Linked DNA regions of Hordeum vulgare: region 1 is linked to region 2. A link is a contact called in public Hi-C data. All regions are on one chromosome and are shown on one strand. Each heading gives the region's core, a stretch centred on a gene start, on an enhancer-like site or on the middle of the called end of the contact. The rest is flanking DNA. Distances are from core to core; before and after follow the strand shown.

The links. Hi-C and Micro-C count contacts between places; a contact is called where the count stands out from the background.
Region 1: a contact with region 2 is called in a Hi-C map of seedling, with 4 times the contacts expected there. The contact joins the promoter of LOC123407226 here to the promoter of LOC123407827 in region 2. A contact is called at or near these places in 2 of 6 Hi-C or Micro-C datasets (leaf and seedling).

The regions. Positions count from the first base shown.
Region 1 is chr7H:435,302,041-435,305,977 of MorexV3_pseudomolecules_assembly, forward strand. It overlaps LOC123407226 (ankyrin repeat, bromo and BTB domain-containing protein DDB_G0293800), which reads right to left and starts at 2,202. Exons shown (of 8, transcript XM_045100312.1): 1 at 2,004-2,202; 2 at 1,034-1,864; 3 at 846-923. The coding sequence starts at 1,750.
Region 2 is chr7H:434,392,282-434,396,217 of MorexV3_pseudomolecules_assembly, forward strand. It overlaps LOC123407827 (glycosyltransferase BC10-like), which reads left to right and starts at 1,600. Exons shown (of 2, transcript XM_045101053.1): 1 at 1,600-2,590; 2 at 3,292-3,936. The coding sequence starts at 2,015. The coding sequence ends at 3,933. It overlaps LOC123407405 (phospholipase SGR2), which reads left to right. Exons shown (of 23, transcript XR_006612595.1): 23 at 1-220.

The DNA of each region.
Region 1 (3,937 bases), core at 952-3,451, 910 kb after region 2:
TAAAAAAATCACATGCAAATAGAGTGAATTATTTTCCATAAGAAATTGACTTAGGAGCTTGCATGTACTCCTTCTGTCCCAAAATAAGTGACTCAACTTTGTACTGAAGTTAGTACAAAGTTGAGTCACTTATTTTGGGACTGAGGGAGTATATAATTACTCCCTCTGTAAACTAATATAAGAGCGTTTAGATTCCTAAAGTAGTGTTCTAAATGCTCTTATATTAGTTTCTTAGGTAGTTAGAACGATGGTCACAAGACATGCAGCTACAGAAGTCTGTCTGAGACACTGCTGAGAAAGTGGTCTGCATTTGTAATAACTGTTTCTTACTCTCAGTATGTTCAAGAAAAACAAATACACTGGGGTTCAGAACTTGATCTTGTGAGTAAGGAAAGCTTTGACTAGGTTTTAGTCCAATAATCATATAATTAGGCAGAGCTTTCACGTATGCCATAGATTAATACCCCTATCATAACCATCAGTTTTATTTGCTCGATCATAGAATTAAAGATGGGGCATTTGCTCGACCATAGAATTAAAGATGGGGCAGCAACCCATTTTAAAATAGAGTTACCCCAGAAAAAAATGTGAAAGGAAAAATAGAGGGCGTGGGAAATGGAAACCTGCATACTCATAACAAGTAGATGTCTGAACCAATTCAGTGGAAGTGATCGATACCACACCACTGAAGACATTTTGTGGAAGTGACTATATGACACCGAGACTTATGAGGGGCTGAGTCAACTAAGTGTTTAAGATCTTTTAGAAGGAATATATTTATGTGTGAAGCCTACCAAACTTCCAGGTGATTTGGAAAGAAAGAAGCGACACCACAAAATACTCACAGGTATTCCCAAAGCAATAGGATCAACTGGGGTGTTAAATGGCTCAGCTGCGTCGACCTTCATAACCTTCTTGATAGCCTGAGAGCAAAAGAGAATTTCAGTAAAGGTTTCATGTATTTCCGGTCTTTACCATGTGATATTTGGAGAATCAAAAGACGCCATGTAAAGTTGAGCCAGCTTGTACTCACTTCAAGTGCAGCAGCCAACTCTTTCTCATCGCGCTGAGATTCAAGGGCAGACTGCTTTATCTCCGACCCTTGCGAGTTCTTTGGCTCCGATGCACTCTCGCTTTCCTCGGTGACTAAAACAGGTTCCTGTTTACTTGGAAGAGATTCATCTACTTCATCAACCTCCATGTGTTGGGTTTTATCTTGTGCTGAAGAAGATAATCCCGCGGACACGATCTTTATGCTTCCTACTTTCTTTGCCACCTTGTCCTTATCAGAACCACTCAACTCCGACTCTTGCCCATCAGTTGTCTGGCCATCTGAGGATGCAGCGATGCCTTTTTCGGCGGTAACTTGGTTGCTCACTTCAGGGGCGGCAGTCTGAGATTTACCAGCAGTGGCGGGTGCCTGTGCTACCGACGAACTATTGCTGAGCTCTGACGCCTTGGAGGTTTTGAACTTCAGCTTCACACGACCGTACACTGCCCCCACCTTGAGCCTGGCGTACGGTATATCAGCGGCAGGATGAGCCGCACCTGGGGCAAGGACGCTCGGCTTCTCCGGTACAGGAGGAAGAGATGGATCGGGCACTGCCGGGGTGGAGCCCGAGACAGGCGCATTCTCCGCTGCGATGTTCTCTTCGGTGCTTGGGCTGGACGGAGATGCCGACGAAGAGTCTGCCCCGGTGGAATTCGAAGAACTCTTCTTGCCCGGCGTGCGGCTGCGCTTGCGCTTCATCTTATCCGTCTCTTGCTAGCACCCAGAGATGAAATACTTGGAAATAGGCCGCTCCGTCACCTGCGCGCCGCGCCCTGAGGGGATCGATCTCGCGACGGACTGAATTGGGAGGACCTAGTCGGAGAAACCATGAACGGGTGGATGGATGGATGTGTTAGATTACCAGGGGCACAGGGGCATCCAAGAAAAACCAGGCAACAGAGAGAGAGAACGTCCCGCTGCCGCGTCGACGAGAGAAGCTAGGGTTCCTTACCGGCGGCAGCAGCAGAAGGACCGATCCACGGCAGTGCAGTACCAGCGGGGCTGGCTTGTAGAGTCGTTGGCGCGACGAACTTGTGAGGAACAAAAGACCGGGAACTGGGAGGCGACGAGTTTGGGGGGTGGATCGGGGAAGAAGAGAGGGGTAGGCTGGAGGAGGAGGAGGAAGAAGAGGATTGGAAATCTCGGGAGCCTTTGTGGGTTTGTCGACTGGGCTGCGTGCCTTTAAGACAGTTCATGTGGGCCGGGCTGATTCTTGCGCTGGCGGACTGTCGAAGGTTGTTTATGTCATGCCATGGATGTCTCAGAAACAATGTCATTCCCAAGGGATCTTCAACAAAAAAAAAAAGAGTGTGAGTGGCACACAAGAAAAGCTGTGAGTGCCCTAGACGATTAGGGTTTTGACCTACTCCATCAGGACCCGATTGGCGTTGAGTCTATACGATCGACAGTTGCAGCGTGCCCCTGCTCCATACGCTAGTGGTGATGAGATACCATGCATGGCAAGACGTCTTGTTGCATTGGTCTTGGATTCCTCAAACAATTGGAATGTGGCAACGACATCATCGGTAGACATGTCCTTAAAACCGTACTCTCTTCTTATGCCCCATGCCATTTTGTTGATGATAAGGACCATGTACATTTAGCAATTTGTGCACAAGGAATCGCTTGGTCATGTTGAAACAATCTTGGCTCCTGTCACAATTATATGACTCAATATAGTCGTCAAGAGCCATTAGGCGCTCGAGAAGATGCTTGGGGGTCTCACCCTTCTTTATACAAAATTATTGTAATGCCCCATTTGTGATCTTATATTGTGCAATTTGAAGGAAGGAGGTAACGATCTTGGTCATCATAATGCTATTCCAACTAGGAGCATGCGACACGAAGCAATACTTATAACCTCTTAAGAATTAATTACTTTATACATTAACTAGGTCCATGTCGAATATCCCCATCTAGTTTCCTCCTATGCGAGTAAATCATTGGGTGGGGTCACTGTCACCTACGCGAGATACCATATAGATTGCAAATGCTTCTTGAATGACCGTGAAAGTTGTCCTGTGGGCTCATTTGGGGGCCATGTAGGTTAGTTTTGCCTATTTATACGTCTGACTGGACTGTTATGCGTCTTACGGGAACCTCCAACATTGACCCCAAATCACGCATTGTATCCGTTAACATACTAGTGAGGAGAAGTTTGCGGAAAGTGATCCATGAGCCGACCATCCAACCCTATCCCCTAAAACTTCTACCGCTCTCTTAAGTCCGCAAGCTTAAAATAACAACATATCAAAACGTAGATGGTTGAAAATGTTCAAATACGACAGTAGTTTTAATTTAAATATTATTACCTTTGTCTTAAAATTCTTGTCTTAAATTTGTCTAGATATAATTGTATCTAACACTAAAACGTAACTAGATACATCTGTACTTATAAAATCTAAGTCAAGAATTTTAGGACACAAGGAGTATAATCTAACAAAGTTTTCAAATTAGAGTAGTTCAAATTTGAATTCAACTAGCATATATGTTATAGTTGTCCCCTTTAACCACCCAAATTCTCAATAAAATCTTCCTTGACTCGCTCATGAGTTGCTCCATGTCGAATTTGTTGATGCATTTGAACAAACTCTTCAAATATGAACAAATTATGATATGAAAAGTTGGATAGGTCACCCATGTTTTAGAATTCAAGAGTTACGACAACATATTCATCCTCATCATCCACAATCATATTGTGCATGATCACACAACATATCATCACCTCCCACAAGATCCACAAACAACTGCAAAACGGGCCTGGAGCACTCCAAATGCCATCTCTACATCCTTTCTAGCTCCTTCTTGTCTTTGGGCAAAGTGATAACTTTTCTAACCAATTGCACAAACATGGTCTTGACAAAGGTAGCCCACAGAGGACAGATA
Region 2 (3,936 bases), core at 350-2,849:
TTGTAAAACAAACATCAAAGGACAAAAAGAGGAGTCATCAACGCCATGTGGCAGTCTAAGGAAATACCCAACCCAATGTACGCTTGATTTTTGTCCCCTGGCACCAGTTAAATGATAGCCCCTCTCTCTCTCTCTCTCTCTCGCGTGTCATGGAAAACTCGGTCAAGAAACAGCTGGACTTGATGATATCATAATAAACGCTGGTTGATATGGAACTAAACTGGATTGTCGGAAGTGTTATAGCGACGGTCAGTCGGCTGCCTGTAAATAATCTGTGCCACGTTGACAGCCGTGTCCCGTCCCTATCGTGCTTGCAGTTTTGGTCAGTCGCATAATTTGACCGCAAACGCGATTTGCATGGTCGGGTCTGACCGTTTTGACGTGGTCACTCCCCTTGCGCCTACAAACCAGCCTGCTATGCAGAAGATGCACTGCACGTGCATGCGGCTGACTCGCTCCAACTGATCCCTACTTACTTCGAAACATGCTTTGCCCGCTTGCTTGTCCGCAAGAGACACTGGTCCGGCCTGAGTTTTTTCTCCATGGAGGCCCCGAGCTTGTGCTTGGTTGGTCGTAACAAGTTACCAATTAATGCATGCGGCGTGCTTGGTCGACTACAGAGATGAGTTGGCCTCGTCGCACCATGCATAAGCATAATGATGCGAGGGTGTGAGGGTTTAGTGGAATGATTGGATGCCATGTATGGTTCCCCCATTTTAATGCTAAAGCTAGCCTGTGAAGGATATGCAATGGCGTACAGGGTCATCTTATTCCCGATGAAGCCAAACGGCCAACTGCTGCTGCTGATGATGATGATGATTATGAGGATGCCTTGCACCCACCGATACGTCGGATCCATGCAGGATCCAACAGCGATGTGGCTGTCCCCAAGTAGAGTATGCATTCTTTGGGAGGCGGAATGGATTAAGCTAGGTAGCATCCGATACGCAACGACCGTCCCGCCTCACGAACTGCACTGGAGCGGCGCTGGCCGGAGCCAGGCGGGTCGGCTCGAACCGCACCACCCAACGGCACAAAAACCAACCGGCAGGCAGCCGCTCCCGCTCTTCACCATCACCATCACCATCACGTGCCTCTTGCTCCGCGACTGACGTGCGGCCCACCCGCGTCCCGCGCCCCCACGCGGCAGTGCCCTCCCACGTCTCCCCGTCCACGTCGCTGGCCGACCGTCCGTTCCAGGCCGCCAAAAGAAAGAGCAACTTTCACCAGTCACCGCGCGCGCGCCGCTGACGGGTGGGGCCGCGACGACGCGTGAACCGGCGCGTCGCCGGGGGATTTACGTACGAGTCGCCGCCCGGCGCCGCTTCCGCCACCGTGGGCCCGCGCGTCTTCCAGACCGTTTCTTCCCACCCAAATCAATTACAATTACTACTACTCGATTTCAGTCATTTATTTGTAGACGACGAAGAAATAGTAAGATCATCGATTACAATTACAATTACTCCTCCCCCGCGGCCTCGGCGTCGGCCTCTTCTCCGCGACGACCACTCGGAGAAGAAGAGGAGGAGGAGGAGGAGGACGAGGAAGGCAAGGCAGCTCCCATAAATACGAGGCCTCCAGCTCCGTCCCCGACTCGAGTCGGAGCTGGATCGGAATCGACAGCGACCTCTTCCTCCTCCGCCACGCGTATTCCCTCCTCCTCCTCCCCCTCCCCCTCCTTACCCACTAAGAAACACAGAAAGAAAGAGTGCCACCCCCCGCCTTCCCCTTGCCGCGTTTCCTCCCCTCCCCTCCCCTCCCCTCCCCTCGCGTCGCTCGCCGCCATAAAGGGCCCTCGCCGCGTGTCGTCCATCTTCCCAGGCCCTTTCCGCGCGGATCCACCCGGCCCGGCTGCGATTTCCCGTGAACTGCGTGCCGCCAGATCGGGGCCTCCCTGCGGATTCCGGCGCCGAAAAGGCCCCATCTTGCCCGCTCCCCCAGGCCATCTTGCTCGATCTCGCCGCCGGCGGAACCGTCCGGATTCGATCATCCTCCTCCTCCGCCGGCCCTCGCGATGTGGGGGGACACGAAGCCGATGCTCAAGTCCCGGGGCGGGGGCGGGGGCGGCGGCGGCGGCGACGAGGACGGCGACTACTTCCCCAACACGCCGCGCAAGGACTGGTCCACGGGCCTGCTCAAGCTCGTCACCGCCATGGTCATCTTCATGGCCGGCGTCGTCATCGGCCTCTCCGTCAGCGCCAACGTCTCCCGCTACTACTACAACTCCCACACCGAGCTCTTCTTCCCCACCGCCACCTACAGCTCCTGCGACCGGCGCGGCGCCACGGGCGACTGCGGCCCCGGATTCAAGGCCTTCGTCCACCCGCCCCAACTCGCGCACTCCATGACCGACGAGGAGCTCTTCTGGCGCGCCACCCTCGTGCCAACCGCCGACGAGTTCCCCTTCCAGCGCGTCCCCAAGGTCGCCTTCCTCTTCATGACCCGCGGCCCGCTCCCCTTCGCGCCCCTCTGGGAGCGCTTCTTCCGGGGACACCAGGGCCTCTTCTCCGTCTACCTCCACACCATACCGGACTACAAGCTCAACGTCTCCAAGACGTCCCCATTCTACGGCCGCCAGATCCCCAGCGAGGTACTATAATCAACCTCCTTCTCACACTCTCTTCTTTCCGTCATAAACATAATTTACCTTAACTTAACTTACAGTAGTGAAAATTTCAGTTATCCAGTCGTAGCACAATCAGATTGTTATTAGTTAGTTGAACGAACCGTGAAATTTGTGGCTGATTGATTCGTTAGCTGGTGCCTTGGTGGAGTGAGTCGGACAACCGTTGTCGTGCTAGTTGGTGGTTGCCATGTGCTCAACTTGATTCATGATTGGGATATGTGTAGTATGTATTTGCTCTAGCCTCTAGGGGAATATGCTTGCTTGACCCCATGCCAGGATGGTGGGTAAACTACTCGATGGATTCTCCAACTAGTGGTGCTCACGAATGTTGCTAATATTGTGATCTAGAGATGCTTAATCTACAGTATTCTGCTTGAATCTGTCCACCTCTAGCCTCTAGAGATGCTTAATCTACAGTATTCTGCTTAAATAATTAGTCAAGGATGTCTTATGGTTGGGAGTTTATTTATTGGTGCAATCTGCTTTTCTCTTCTTCTTTTATGTTTATGTATGTTGGGCTAAAGTGTCAACCTCAAATTTCGATGCGATGTGTGCATTCGTTTAGTATTTAATAACAGTGTGAGTGCCCTCCATGTGCGGTTCTGGTACCCTGATCAACGGCTAGTTCCGTTACATATTCTGATCCTTGTTTATTGCCAATGCAGGAAGTGTCTTGGGGATCGATAACCCTGGTAGATGCTGAGAAGCGCCTGCTGGCCAATGCGTTGTTGGATTTCTCGAACGAGCGTTTTGTTCTGCTCTCGGAGAGCTGCATTCCGGTGTTCAACTTCCCAACCGTCTATGAGTATCTCATAAACTCGGAACACAGCTTCGTTGAGTCCTACAACATCGACACTCCTCAGAGCGCTGGCCGCTACAACCGCCGGATGGCCCCTCACATCTTGCCAGAGCAATGGAGGAAAGGGTCTGAGTGGTTCGAGCTTAACCGTGAGCTGGCCGTCCGTGTCGTAGCGGACCTCAAGTACTACTCGATCTTCCGGAAGCATTGCAGGCCATCTTGCTACCCGGACGAGCATTACATACCAACCTATCTTCATCTGTTCCATGGGTCGCTCAACGCCAACAGGACCATCACATGGGTTGATTGGTCAAGAGGAGGCCCGCATCCAGCGAGATATGGTGCTGGAAACATCAATGTGGACTTCATCAAGGCCATCAGGAACAACGGTACGCAGTGCCTCTACAACTCGAAGCACACCTCTGTGTGCTACCTCTTTGCCAGGAAGTTTGCTCCTAGTGCTTTGGGACCATTGATGAACCTCACTTCGACGGTGTTGGACTTTTGAGCT